2 separate regions of the Sus scrofa genome follow, and region 1 is linked to region 2. Evidence: chromatin contacts called from public Hi-C data. All regions are on one chromosome and are shown on one strand. Each heading gives the region's core, a stretch centred on a gene start, on an enhancer-like site or on the middle of the called end of the contact. The rest is flanking DNA. Distances are from core to core; before and after follow the strand shown. Region 1 holds the start of CDR2L (cerebellar degeneration-related protein 2-like). Region 2 holds the start of KCTD2 (BTB/POZ domain-containing protein KCTD2).

Evidence for each region. A called contact is a pair of places that touch in the nucleus more often than the background predicts.
Region 1: a contact with region 2 is called in a Hi-C map of liver, with 2.8 times the contacts expected there. The contact joins the promoter of CDR2L here to the promoter of KCTD2 in region 2. A contact is called at or near these places in 1 of 5 promoter capture datasets (liver), 16 of 47 Hi-C or Micro-C datasets (brain, embryonic fibroblasts, epiblast stem cells and 8 more) and 1 of 2 datasets of contacts at active chromatin or transcription factors (skeletal muscle).

The regions. Positions count from the first base shown.
Region 1 is chr12:6,280,561-6,283,764 of Sscrofa11.1, reverse strand. CDR2L (cerebellar degeneration-related protein 2-like) reads left to right here and starts at 1,294. Exons shown (of 5, transcript XM_003482949.4): 1 at 1,294-1,805. The coding sequence starts at 1,727.
Region 2 is chr12:6,239,225-6,242,665 of Sscrofa11.1, reverse strand. KCTD2 (BTB/POZ domain-containing protein KCTD2) reads left to right here and starts at 1,303. Exons shown (of 6, transcript XM_021066666.1): 1 at 1,303-1,712; 2 at 3,308-3,416. The coding sequence starts at 1,374. It also overlaps a transcript of ATP5H not described here.

The DNA.
Region 1 (3,204 bases), core at 45-2,544, 41 kb before region 2:
CTAACTCCAATTCATCTCTCTTCTATTCACTCCACTCCAGCCCCACTGGGCTTCCATCAGTTCCTTATATGTGTTAAGCTCTTTCTGTCTTAGAACCTTTGACCTTGCTGTCACCTATGCCTAGAACACACTCTGCCCTCAGAGCTTGGCAGGACTGGCACCTTTTTGTATCAGCTTAGTTGTCACTCTCAAGGGAGGGCTTTCCTGAACCTTCCCCCAAACTTTCTTGCAGAACCCTGTTAATTTCCTTCATAGCACAAGTTGCAGGTTGTAATAGTTTGTTTATTTATCTCCATCAGAAAGAAAGCTACATGAGGGCAGAAACTGCCTGCATGTCAGCTATGGGGTGTTTTCCTTTTCTTCTTAAGTAAACTATTTTATTAAAATATAACATATTGGAGTTCCCATTGTGGCTTAACAGGTCGAGGACCCAACATAGTGTCTCGAGGATGCTGGTTGGACCACATCCCAACCCAACCTCTCCCTCAGCCAACCTTGCCTCCTCACTTTCTCTACAGGTGTTGACCCTTCTGAATAAGTTCAACACCCTGTCACATGTTTATTGGATCATTCTGGCCATGGGAGAAGTGCTTGGTCAAGTCTTTTACCCACTTTTCTACTGTGCTATCTTTCTTTTTCTTGTGGATTTGCAAGTGTTCTTTGTATATTCTGAATACAAGTCCTTTGTCGGATGTATTGGCCACATATATTCAGACTTAGTTATACTCAGGGTGCTTCAACAGTGCCAGCACAGGGTGGGTCCTAATGAGTTACATGTATGCCTGAGCCTGTAAACTCCTATGCTCGGATAGGTGAAACTGTATATGGTTTAATGGCTGTAACTGGATTCAGGATATGGGTTCCAAAGAGAGGGAAACAGGACCTTAAAGGGAAAGGCCCAGAATGCAGGTTACACTCAAAGTTCACTACTCCTGGCCTGATGTTTCAGGCCGCAGACATTCAAACATAATTTCTTAAAGGTAATTGTAAACTAATTTTCATTCATTCTAAGTGTCCATAGAAGGTAACAAATAGATGCTGAAGAGCCAGTTGTGAACAAAAGAGAAGATCATCGCTTTCAGGAGATCGACGAAGAGAGAGAGACGATAGGTAAACAAAATAAAAAGATTTCAGACATTGAGATGTAAACTGGAGTCCGACTTGAAGGGAAGGTGGGGTTGGTTCAGCAACCGCCAGACCAGGACGCCAGGGAGATCCCACCCTCGGGCCCGCCTCTAGCTTTGCATATGTCTCCTGATTGGTCAGAGGCAGCTGGCTCCACCCCGCGGAGCGGGGTGCTTGGGAAGCGCGGGGCCAACCCCGCCAAGATGCAGCGGAGGCTCTGGGTGTCGCCGGGTGGTCCCGGGGCAGCGCAGGCCGGAGCGGGGCAGGGGGCGCCCGCCTCGGCGCCCGCGAAATCCTAGCTCCCCAGACCTGTCGGCGTGCCTGGGCCTTCCTTGCCGCCGCCCGCCCTCCGTCCCCGCCCCTCCACCCTTTGTGCGGCCGCCGCCCGGTGCCCCCAGCTCCGCAGGACCCCGACCGGGCCGGATCGCGGCGGCGCGCCAACGGTCTGCGGCCGATGGCGAGGGGGCGCGGCGCGGGCGGGGGCGCTGCAGCCCGAGTTCGCGACGCGGGAGGCTCGGCCCGCCTCCGCTGCATTGTCCCGGGCCCTGCGCCCCGGCCCTGAGTAGCACCGCCGCAGCGCCCGCCTGCCGCCTGCGGGGCCATGCGGAGGGCTGCCAGGATGGAAGACTTCACTGCAGAGGAAGAGGAGCCCTGGTACGACCAGCAGGACCTGGAGCAGGGTGAGCGCAGGGGGCGGCAAATCGGGGAGCGCCCCGCGACCCCTGTCCGCTTCTCCATTGTTGGGAAGTAACACCCCGGGGAGGGCTGATCTGCACCCGGCGCGGCAGACTCGGAGGGGTGATGCGTCTGGAGAATGCGAACGTGGAGAGAGGGAGCGCTGCCCGGGAGGACTCGAACCGGACCGGTGGAGACCTGCAAAAGTGGAGGGAGCGGTCTTCCTCTTTCCCGGAACAACAGGGGCATATTTCACCTAGATTGCCTCCTCTGTCTTAGAGGCAAGAACTGCCCAGGCGCCCCGGGCATATTGGGGAGGGCCTGAGAGTCCTGGCTGGAAGTCTTTGGAGGCCAGGAGGTGGCTCCTTGGTTCTATTTTGCGGAGAGGGGTTTTGTGTGGGAGGTGTGTGTGGGTGCGCGCGCGGGTGTGTGTGCGGGGGGAAGTTATCCCATTCCAAATCCAGCGGCTCCCTTCCCTGCCCAGGACTCCTGAGCTCTAAGACTCCTAGAAAGTTTCCCCAACTCCCTTCCTCTCTACCCAGAGAGAGAATGGGGGTGCGGTACTTTGCCTGTGGAGAAGCAGAGACGGTCAGGAGTCCGATCTGCCTTGGAAGGGAGGAGTCCCCCGGCCCTTCCTCTCCCAAATGGCGCAAGGTTTGGGGGGGGGCAGGTTTGGGAATTCTGAGCAATACCCCAGATCACAGCCTGAGTAAAGAGGGAGCCACCTTCCCTTCTTTCCCATCTGAGGGCAAAGAGGGTGACTGGAAGGGGGTTAGAAGCTGGTGATGAGGTGGCCGAGGTGACATCACTCTGAGTAGGGGGCGGGGCTGTCAGGACAGGAAGGAGGAGGAGGCCTAAGAGGGTCAGGGCCAAGGCCTGCTGGAGCACTGCCGCACCCACCTTCTCCTCCCCAGAACGCCTCATATTGGATGATCAGAGGTGGAGGGGCTGGGAACATGTTCTAGGAGTGACCACAGTCACTCAGCAAGCCGGTGGGTATGGACACAGTCTGGTTCAGCGTGTGCCAACACCCTCTGCTCTGCGTCTCCAGCCATGGGGCCCAGACGCCTGCCTTGACCCTCATGTGAGCCATCTACCATCTACCCAGATCCCGGAGCCTTTGTTTTCTGGCCCTGACCCACATCCCCATGTGGCCCGATTTGCTGGCAGATGAGCCTGTGTCCTTGTCCTCAGTACTGTGGGTTAATCAGAGCCTCTGGGGGACCAGTGTGGGATGTGGGGTGCTGGGCTGAACGGTACCATACTCTATGCCCTGGAGGCTACCCTCAGCCTCCCTGCCTGGAGTGAGATGCCCAATAACGGCTGCAAGAAGCCCCTCCCCCATCCTGGGCACCAGCCCCCAAAACCTCACGGTGCGTAAACACCTATCAGGCTCCACTTAAG
Region 2 (3,441 bases), core at 54-2,553:
GTGGCAATACCAGTCCGTAACCTACTGAAGAATGCCAGGGATTGAACCCGCATTCTCACGGAGAGGGCAGGCTATTAACCTGCTGAGGCACAAAGGGAACTCCGGCTCTACAATCTTATACAAACTTAAGGGGCTCTCTACCCGCTATTCATGTCTTATCATCCCCTGCAGCATTAGCACATACCCTGAGTATACTAGCAATACCCTTAAAAGAGGTATACAATACACGTGTGAATATGAGAGAAGATGGAAATGCATCACTGCCATTTCTTTTTTAAACAAAGACAGAATATGAGAAAATAGACATTAGGAAACAGATTGAAATATCAAAGGTCTTTACAAGCTATAGAGGGAGTCGCAAAGGAGATGGAAGAAATCTTCCCCAGGATCTTAAAAAAAAAAAAAAACCATTCGTCCAATACCTGCTGCTTCCTTTTGCTCTCAGGATAGCTAATGTTACCCAGAGGGGAGGGGAGGGACAGCTGACTTTTAAATACGCCAAACAAGTGCCCTCACAGAGACTATTCCAAGCACCAGCAGAAAGTAGGCTTCATAAATAAAGGGACTGTTGTCTTTTATTTACTACGGAATCCCCAGCGCCTAGAACAGATATTGCACACAGGAGGTGCTCAGTGAATATCTGTTGAACGGATAAACGAACCCTGCACTTGAGAGGCTCTGAAAGCTTCACACCCTCGAATGCTGGAACCCTAGTGTCACCCAGCAAGCTAAAACTATCTCCGAGAAACGTTTCCTCACCCTCCAAACCAGACTACTGAAGTCGGTCGCGCTGGGGCGGGCTAGACGAGACAAGGTTAGTAGAGGCGCCTAAGTCAAAGGCAGCAGGTCACAGAATGGTCCCTGCGACCTAGCGCTCGGGGGGAAGGGAGAGAAGGGGAGCGTGGAACAGCTGGGACACTGCCAGAGGGGAAACCGCAGGGCCCGGTGTCCTCGGCAAGGGTGCAACAAGGATCAGGCCCAGGTTTGGAGTCAGCAGGGCAGAAGAACCTGCAAGGGTCGCGACCAAGGGCCCCAAACCCCACTCACCTTCACCGACTCCGGAGGCCCTCAGTCCAAGGCAGCAAGGAACGGAAGTGGATCACCGGAAGGCCTCACCTCAGCCAATCCCAAAGCTAAAGGGACGGGCCTTGTTTCCCAAGACAGCCAATAGAGATGACGGCTACTTCCGGAAATCCCGCCCCCGGAGGCGGCCGCAGCGCCTCCACAGCACGGGTCCCCGGGCGCTGGTTGGGGGCGCTCCAGTCCCTCTCCCCCGGCCCCACCCCCGCCGATGGGCCGGCCCGGCTCTCCCTGCCGAGAGATGGGCCGGCCCGGCGGCGGGCGGGCAGCGGCGGCGGCGGCGGCGGCCCAAGATGGCGGAGCTGCAGCTGGACCCGGCGATGGCCGGGCTGGGAGGGGGTGGCGGGAGCGGGCTGGGAGATGGGGGTGGCCCGGGCCGCGGGCCCCCCAGCCCTCGCCCCGCTGGCTCCACACCCCGCGGACACGGCCGCCCGCCCACCGCCGCCGCGCAGCCACTGGAGCCGGGTCCCGGACCGCCCGAGCGGGCAGGGGGCGGCGGCGCGGCCCGCTGGGTCCGGCTGAACGTGGGCGGCACCTACTTCGTGACCACCAGGCAGACCCTAGGCCGGGAGCCCAAGTCCTTTCTCTGCCGCCTCTGCTGCCAGGAGGACCCGGAGCTGGACTCAGACAAGGTGCGCCCCGCCCTCGGGCGCGCCCCCGGCCTTCGAACCCCTTCGTTCCTCCTAGGCTGGTCCCCAGATTGCTGCGCCACTCTTCTCACTGGCGGGTTCCTCGGGCCGGGACACCCTTCCCACCTCTTTCCCCGTCAAGCTAACGCCAGGGGCTCTTCTCCATCCTCAGGCGCAGGCAGCCTTTCTCTCCTACCCCGCCCTTCGTTCTCAGCGCCTCCTACCCCACACTGTGCCCACTCTCACCCACGAGAATCCACTCCACACCCCTCCTCCGAATTCCTCTTTGCACCTCATCCCAGCCCCTCAGGTGTGCGTGAGTTTTTCCCTGGCTCCTCTTCAGCCCCTCACCGCCTGTGGCAGATGCATCCAGAACTGGGTCAGGATGAGCTAAGGCATCTTTGTAGCTTTCTCAGACTTCCTCTCGGACCCCTGTGCCAAGTTGGGTGAAGCCTGGGTCTGACGATGACAGCTGCAGGAAGTGCTTCTCGTGATATTACACATCTTTTCTGTGATCCTGGTCCCTGAGCTCGTATCTGGTAACTGTCACTGTTTCAGATCCATATTTGAGATCATATACATTCCTTGGAAAGAGGTTACCATTTGCCAGTGCAAATCTAAGCTGACCGGCTAAGACTAGTGAAAATGAAACCCAAAGAGTGCCATTGGGCAAAAGATGCGTGGCTGCTAACCAAAGAGTTGAGAGTGACAAGACACTTAACCCATTTTCAGTTTCAGCCGTTTGAATTTCTTTTTAACTTTATACGTTCATCTTTTAATTTCCAATTTATGGGCATTGACCATTACTTCACTGCCTTATAGCCCAGGTAGCACTCAGGTGTTCCTTTGCAACAAAGCTGGGGTTGGATAAACATTGGTCGATTTCATTTATTCATCTCCTGCTTCTCCAGTAATAAATCTCAGATTGAAGACCGGTCCTGCCCTAACTTTAAAGAGTTTCCAAAATCTTGCTCAGAAAAGAATTATTTTTATCTGCCCCCAGATTTTCCTCGTTGCAGTAGCAGCCAGTTTCTTCTTGTTCCCTTTACTGTAAAGATGAGTAGGATTAAAACTGCTCAGAGCCAAGTCCTGGCAGTGCCAAGCTTCCTCTGGGCACAGAGCTAGGATGTGTGAGTTACAGCTGCCAATGCACACTCCCACTGATGTTGGCCCTGAGCTCAGGAGCAATGCCAACTAAACAGAGGTTTTCTTGGAATTAGGAATGTGACTCGGGGACAATAGAGAAGTCAGTATGTCCATCTCACGCAAAAAATTTTGGTCCTGCAACCATAGCATTTTCTTCTTCTGTTTCTTAGTAACAAACGTTCCAAAGGAAGAATGTTGGTAATTGTTTCTGAGGGAAGATTTTAAAATTTCCAGCTAAAGCCTGGATGATGAATATCACTGTACATCTGTAACACCCTCCCTGGAATGACCTTAAAGTCGGAGATGCATAAAGCTAGCCTTCTTGCCGATGGTTTGTGATAACCAACGAGCAGAACTTATCCTCTCACTGGTGACTTGTGACAGAGGGGTGGAAATCCTGCCCTGACCTAGTCGGAAAGCTGCACAATGACACCCTTGTGTTTGTTTGGCAGGACGAGACAGGGGCCTATCTGATTGACAGGGACCCTACCTACTTTGGTCCCATCCTCAACTACCTCCGCCACGGGAAGCTCATCATTACGAAGGAATTGGCAGAAGAAGGTAAGAAGAGTGTTTGCACAGGACA